Linked DNA regions of Oryctolagus cuniculus: region 1 is linked to region 2. A link is a contact called in public Micro-C data. All regions are on one chromosome and are shown on one strand. Each heading gives the region's core, a stretch centred on a gene start, on an enhancer-like site or on the middle of the called end of the contact. The rest is flanking DNA. Distances are from core to core; before and after follow the strand shown.

Evidence for each region. A called contact is a pair of places that touch in the nucleus more often than the background predicts.
Region 1: a Micro-C map of ear pinna shows a contact between it and region 2, with 4 times the contacts expected there. The contact joins the promoter of ST8SIA4 here to the promoter of FAM174A in region 2. A contact is called at or near these places in 2 of 6 Hi-C or Micro-C datasets (ear pinna and an unstated tissue).

Annotation. Positions count from the first base shown.
Region 1 is chr14:23,448,277-23,452,012 of mOryCun1.1, reverse strand. ST8SIA4 (ST8 alpha-N-acetyl-neuraminide alpha-2,8-sialyltransferase 4) reads left to right here and starts at 2,353. Exons shown (of 5, transcript XM_002713936.5): 1 at 2,353-2,910. The coding sequence starts at 2,798.
Region 2 is chr14:23,031,388-23,035,006 of mOryCun1.1, reverse strand. It overlaps FAM174A (family with sequence similarity 174 member A), which reads right to left and starts at 1,516. Exons shown (of 3, transcript XM_008261970.4): 1 at 925-1,516. The coding sequence starts at 1,337. It overlaps LOC127492774 (a long non-coding RNA gene), which reads left to right and starts at 34. Exons shown (of 4, transcript XR_007922530.2): 1 at 34-619.

The DNA of each region.
Region 1 (3,736 bases), core at 1,104-3,603, 420 kb before region 2:
AATTTAAATTTGGTTTGTGTATTTCCATTAACAGTTCCTGAAGTGATTTTCTTGTGCTGTTGGGTTTGTTTTGGTCAGCTTGGCCCAGGTCAGTAGCTTCCCCTAATGTAATGGAAATAGCAATATGTGACCTAAACCAACTTTCCTCTTGAAGTTTTCTCGTGATTTCCCTTTAGAGAAGCCAGTTCCAAATTGTGGAGAGATTCAATGACCTGATCACACTGAACACTTACAGACCAACACTTTCCCTCCCACGTCCTGTTCTACCGGCACCAAACAGCTGCATGGCTCCCCAGGGCTGTCTTATTCTTCTCTGAGGTCGCCCATACTCTTTCTTTAGCTTGCCTTGTTCTATGCTCCCTGTGTCTGGCTTACTCGCCTTGACTTGGAAAACCCCAGCCTTAGTGAACCCCCTACCAGAGCGCTCACCTTTTCAGCTCTAAACACCCCTTTTGCTTCTGTCCTGGAGCCTATCCAGACTCCTGGTATATATTTAAAATGAATCTTCTAGTTCACGCTGCCATATTGCAGATTCTGTATTAGAAACGTTGTCCTCTGAGTGACTGAGCATCACGTCTGGTTAGAAGCTATTCTCTATTCATTTCTGTGTTCCCATTCTCGCCCATGTTGCCTGGCCCATACTAGTTGCTCAAACAAAATTGAACGGATTTAATTTACTGAGGCATATTGTTCCATCAGTGTCAGAGTGATATCTTAACATTCAAAGTGTATTTGTTTACTGCTTAGAAACCCAACTCTAAAGGATTTAGCGTCGTAACCACACATCAGCCCTCTTCCCCTTTCCAGTTCCCTTTTAACTTAAATAAGAAGCTTCTTCATCCTTTTGCAGTTTCTGCTGGTGGAGAAGTCAGCGTAATAGAAATGCACTAATGCAAGCGGGATTTGACTAGACATCAATAAACTCGAAAGGCTCCCAGCGGGCCACTTGCAGTGTCAATATAGGCTCATAATTACTTGCTCCTTGGAGCATTTTAGACTCAACCCCTGGGTTCGCTCTGCTGCGAAGAAAAAGCTGCAAAGCTCAGAGGGTCTTAACTTCTTAAATCCTAGGCAAAGAAGAGCAAGCAACCGGAGAGGACCTCGGATTCTATTAGGCAAAGGCGTGGGCTGTTGTTGTCATTTTAAATCGTCATTGAAAACTCAGCCCTGCTGACGGAGGACCGGTGGCGGCCTCGCCATCCGTGGAGGCGGGCCAAGAGTGAACCATCACTGGTCGAGCCTCCTTTCAACCGGAAAGAACGAGGAACCCAGTCCGAGAGAGACTCTACAGGGTCCAGGAGCCCGTGACTGGCGCATACCGATGGGGAAAATCCTGGCTTAAAGGCGTCGCGTCACACTAGGGGCCCTCCAGCCACGCAGCAAGGGGCAGAACCCGGGGGGTGCACCGTCAGAGCCTCCAGGGTCTCTCCTGGCTGGCCAAAGTGGGGGTGCGGTCGCATTCAAAGACTCTGAAAGTGCCCCCGGGCCACACAGCACAAAGTAAGGGAGAGGGCTGGGGAGAAGCGGGGGTGAAAAGCACATGGATGGGACATTCCAAGAGAGACATTCCTGCCCTCTCTCCCTCCTCCTGGCGCTGTGTTGGGTTCCGGGGGTATTCGAGCTTAAAAGAGAAACCCACCACTGACTTCTATCAGAACCCTGCTTCTCCGCAGTGAAGTTTAACCGCGAGTGGAGTTCCCTTGACTTCTGCGTGAGGAGTTTCCAAATGACAAGTAGAGGAATTCAAACACCCGCCAAGTTCCCAATGGCACCTCTGTCTTCCCTGGTTTGTCGCGGGCTGTGGGGCCCGGCTGTCAGCCACCAAGCACTCCGAGGGAGCGTTGGTCTCATCCGCCTCGGGTGGTCCTGTACTTTCCGGACCGAGGCGAGCACGGAATCACGCGCTCACTCTGTCGCCTGGTGGCTCCCTGCCCCCTTGCGCTCCACCTGAGGGGTGGGCGTGGGTTGCGGGGGGACATTTACACTCCCACGTGTTCTGCACAATCTCTCTATAGAAGCCACCCCCTGGCAACCTCCCAGGCGGACTCTCCCAGGGCTCCGTCCCAGGCATTCCTCCCGCGGGACTGGTTTCTAATCGGTCCCCAGTTGAGCCGCCCTCTCCGCGCTAATGCTCGCAGTCTAGCCCAGCGTTCCCCGGATCCAGAGCGCCAAGGCTTTGCCGTCCCAGGAGAGCGCGTGTGCCTTTGTGCGTGTGTCTGTGTGCGTGTCCGGGGCAGGGAGCTGTGTGTGTGTGCGCGCGGGTGTGTGCGTCCGTGTGTCCGGCTGTGCGCGGGTGCGCGCGCGCGCAGGGCTCCGAGCTTCCTCTCCCGGCACAGCGCACCCAGCGCCCGCGACGCTACTCTCCTAGCAGCCGCCAGCAACGCGAGGCAACAGCAGCCTCCGCCCCCTCTGCCCCGTGATTGGTCGGTTCTGCTCATCATTTCCCTGCTAGCAAGAGGGAAGGGCCAGTGACGCCCCCAGCCCAGCTGCAGAAGCGGCCGCCACCTCCGATGCACAAGGTGTCTCTTCTGAAAAGCAACCTGAGCCCCAGGGAGGCGGCGTAGAGACCCGGGCAGGGCTGGCGCGCTCAGCGCGGGAGGGCGCCGCGCAGCGCTCCAGGACCGGGGCTGCTCGGCCTCCGAGGACCCGAGCGACCTGATCCCGGGATCCCGCTCCACGCTCCTCTCGCCTTTTACGGATCTCCCCCCGCACCCCACGACTCTCCCGCAAAACGGAGCCTGAATATCAGGAGAATCTGCGGGAGCTGGTGCACCCAGGACTTTCCCGGACACCCAAAATGCGCTCCATTAGGAAGAGGTGGACGATCTGCACGATAAGTCTGCTCTTGATCTTTTATAAGACAAAAGAAATAGCAAGAACTGAGGAGCACCAGGAGACGCAACTCGTTGGGTAAATGCAAAGCTTCATTTTAGGATATGACCAAAAAGAAAAAAAAAAAGTCAAGCGGGGAGTGAAATGGGGTGTAGACCGTAGAGCGATGGCTGGGGTCGCGTGAGTGTTCCTTTGAGCTTGCGTGTGCTTGGTGCCCTGCGTTAAATAACAAAAGGCTGCTGCCTAGGGGCTGTGCGTTCCCGGCGCGTGTTCAACTTGCCCTGTGCGGGGCGATGACACTTGTGCCTGCGCGGGGCCCGCTCGCACGCGAAGGAGAAGTCGTTGCAGAAGTGTCAACAAAGACCGTGCGCCCTTGTCCTTGTAATCGGTGCTGTGTTCTCTGCACGGGCACCCGATCGCTCTGGGTTAGGTAGGAGACAAGGGCGGGTTTCCTAAAAGGCTCAAGTTAAAGCCCAGATGCAGGAAACGGGTCCTTTCTGTTTCTTTACTTTAAAAATATTAATCATAACAACAATAAGCCTGGGTGTAGGTCTGCTTCTTGTCATCTGGTTTAGAAACTCCAGTAGCAGCCAGCATACTTCCTTGTTTGTTCTTGCATAGCTAAAACGCACGGTCCCAGTGTGAGAAAGAAACTGGGTCCTGTGGCTTCGCATGGACTGGTGTATTTCTGCGATTTCTTCAGTTGGTCGAGATGAGTTTAGAATCTTCCCCCGCCCCACTGGGTTCTCTAAATATCGCACTTCCTTCCTTCCTCCCCCCGGCCTCCGCGCCTGCCTTTGAAGTGCACTCAGGAGGTGGTGCCTTTGGCGTGGCTCTGGCACAGCTTGGAAGCCTTTTCTGAGGATGGGTACCAGGATGTCAACTCTGGACAAACTCGCCTCTC
Region 2 (3,619 bases), core at 267-2,766:
GTCATAAACGCCTCTGGAACCCAGCACCCAGGGGTTCCCTGGATGGACCACGTGCCAGAGACCACTAGTTTACACTGCACTTCTTCATCAGCAGTTTAAAAATCAAATGCTGTCCCTTTCCCATTCCTAAGAATGACTTGCTTAACTGGAAGCACTGTTTAAATAATTGATTTTAACTACATGTTTAAAAAAGGCATCAGAGACTAGGTAGGTAATTATGGGGCGAAAGGTGAATCGCTTTGGAAAACAACAAACCATTGCAATCCTTACAACGTGCCCTCTGCGCTTACAGCAGCTGGTCCTCAGCTCCCCTCTTGAGCGGCTCTGGTTCACAGGGAGGCCTTGGTTGTGTGTGCCAAGGCTTCCACGGAGCCCAGCTGCATAGCTAACCACCCAATCACTTCAAGGGCAGGTTAACGGCCAACACTAAGAAACAGCGATGGTAAGGGAGGACTGCTCTTCTAAGTTTTATACAAATAACATAGCCAGGAGGCCTTTCTGCATGATTATCCCAAAGAGAAACTTTGTACTGAGTGGCCACACCGTGCAAAGACGTCTTGAACCAACCACGAAACAGTAACCCTGCCTTTGAGGAGTCTGTAGGCAAAATTTCGGCCAGGTAGGTACCCAGGGACACGAACAGGGTGGGGGGGGGGGGTGCAGCATCACCAGGGCGAGTGGCCGAAACGCAAGGGACCCACTTCCACCGCAGGCACTGGCGCGGGCCTCGGGCAAGAGGATGAGATGTGGGGCGCGGAGAAGCTGCGGCTACTACTTGGAGAATCAAACTTCCCCCAAGGAAATGCGCGTCCACCTCACATTCTCGGCCGCAGCCCCGAGTGCAGGGGGCAGGAAGACAGCAACGCTGGTCTCGGGACTCTGCCTTAGGGCAGCCCGGGGGAACCCACCGAGGCTTCGCCTCACCTGACCGTCCTGACTACGAAGTACACCAGCACCGCGCCGCTCACCACCATCAACACGGTCAGGGCTCGCTGGGTCATGGGCTTGTCGCCAGGGTTGGGGCTCACGGCGAGGCCGCCTCCCACGGAGCCTTCCCCGGCCTTCCCCGCGACCTCGTCGGCCACAAGCCCCGCCCCGGGGCTGCTGCCATTGCCGCCTTCGGGGCCCCGCGGCCCGGCGACCTCAGGCCGAGCTGGGGTGGGGCCCGGCGGCGGCGTGCGTGGCTGCGGCTCCGGAGGCCTGGGGCCCGGCGCGGCCTCGGCGGCCTGCAGCAGCACCGCCAGGGGCCCGCTCAGCGCGGGCAGCAGCAGCAGCAGGACCAGGACAGGGGCCAGGAGGCGCCCGAGACCGCAGCAGCAGCAGTGCGGGGCCTTCATCGTCCCTGGACCGCCCTCTCACCACGCGGGAGCCGCCGGGCCCGCCGCCCGGGCTGCAGGAGGCACCATGGGCGCGAAGGAGACCGAGGCAGGCCGGGCCTTGACAGGTGGCACAGGCGGCGGCGCCGGCAGCTGCTGGGAGAACCGGAAGTTCGTGCATCTCAGAGGCCGCTGCTGCTAGAGACGCTGTCGGTTGCTATCCTGTCAGGGCGGGGCGCGCTCAGTGACGTCAGAGGCGCGGGGCCGACTGCGCACGCGTCCTGGTGGAAGCAGGAAGGTTCAGACTTTGAGGTTGGTTTTGGTGCTTTGACTGTCGGGCTGAATAGGAAAAGGAGTGGTTTAAGGTGGGTAACAAAGAAAGCGGACAGACAGGATTGTGTGGCGTTTGCAGCAGCTCTGCATGCGGAAGCTGAGAAATAGGAAGCTTATTATTTGAATTCTTTGGTGCAGATCTGCAGAAACAGATTAAGTAAGCAAGATGCTTAAGAAGTTCCGCACAGTCAGCTTAGTTGCAAACTTTCAACAGGCCTTGTTTCTGCCTCCAGGCCCTGGCCCACTTTCCTCAGAGCACTTCCTGTCGAAAATTTAAGTTTCTTATCACAGCCAAGAACCTGAGGCTCCTCTCTCTGCAATGTATTCCAGCAGGCAGACAGTGTCCCTATCTCCTAGTGTCTGGGTGTGTTTAGGGGACGGGGAGATGGGAATCTACTTTCTCCCAGGTGCTGGCTTCAGGTTGTAAAAATCCTCTTGAAATCGGAAAAGGTCCCCTAAAATTTACCCTGAAATGTGGCCCCTTAAAGTTCCCTAGAAATGCTATCCGGGGTGCCACATGCGCTACTGGAATTTGGGGTGCCTTACAATTTCACTACGGGCTTATTACTAAATCCCCGCTATTAATAAGCCCGAGAGGGTTCTTGCCTAATATTTAGAGAAGAATTCTAAATACCGGCACAGATAAACGAGGCAGCATGGTACGTTTTAAGCTTTTATTTAGTAAGAAAGGTGCATAAGAGAGTGAGAGCTTTATTTAGGGGAGAGAGGTGAATAGGGGTTCATACCAAGCACCAGGAACCAGCCATGTGGATGAGCGTCTAGGCCAGGAAGCCTAGAGCACATGGCCCAAAGGCCTTGCACCCTGGAGGGGCAGGGCTACAGCAAGCCCTGTCCTGGCAAGAGGCCAGGGAAGAAGAGCTGGGGCAGAGCACACTGTGCCCTAGCCTTTTAACCCACTCCAAAGGGGAGTGCTTAATTAACCTGATTGGCTGGTGGGCACCCCTGTGTGGCCAGGTAGGGGGATAAGGCCACACAGGGGCGTGGTCTTCCAGTTCACAAATCTGACCAATTTTAACCTGTATGCCTGCCTACTTCACTCTCCTGTGAAGAAAATAGGAGAAGCTTTACTTTTCCTTTGGGTAGAGTCACTTAGCGAGCACAGGTGGCGTATGATCCTGCCATCTCAGCTCCTAAAAGCTCTCCAGGTCTTCGTTTACAACGAGTTGCCCCACTGAGTTCTGGCCCCTCTCCCCTATTGCAGTGGTCTGGAATAAAGCCTTCTCTGAGGTTTAATGCTGGCATCCACAGTAACCCCGACTTGAGCAGGTACTGACAAACAAACATCTGGGTAGGGACAGAGTTAATGTTTGTTGTTGTTGTTGTTGTTGTTGTTTGACAGGCAGAGTGGACAGTGAGAGAGAGAGACAGAGAGAAAGGTTTTCCTTTGCCGTTGGTTCACCCTCCAATGGCCGCCGTGGCCCGCACTGTGGCTGGCGCACCGCACTGATCCGATGGCAGGAGCCAGGTACTTATCCTGGTCTCCCATGGGGTGCAGGGCCCAAGTATTTGGGCCATCCTCCACTGCACTCCCTGGCCACAGCAGAGAGCTGGCCTGGAAGAGGAGCAACTGGGACAGAATCCGGCGCCCCGACCAGGACTAGAACCCTGTGTGCCAGCACCGCAAGGAGGAGGATTAGCCTAGTGAGCCACAGCGCCGGCCTGTTTGTTGTTTTTAAACACCTGTGTATTCAACAAATTGTTTAGATTCCCCGCTCTTTGCTTAGCTCTGCATCAGTTGGTGAACTGATGGGACGTGGTCTCTGCCTTCACAAAAAATTTAGTCTCAAGTGAGGATAAAATTAACCAAACTCAGTTTGAGTTCTGAAGTCTGTTACATTAGAAGGTACAAGATGCAGTTGCGTCTGCCTGGTAGAATTGCAGGGACCAGGAATCTTAATGTTAGATTCCAGGGTGAGAAGCCCATTTGTGAAACACCCCTAGTGCCAGCT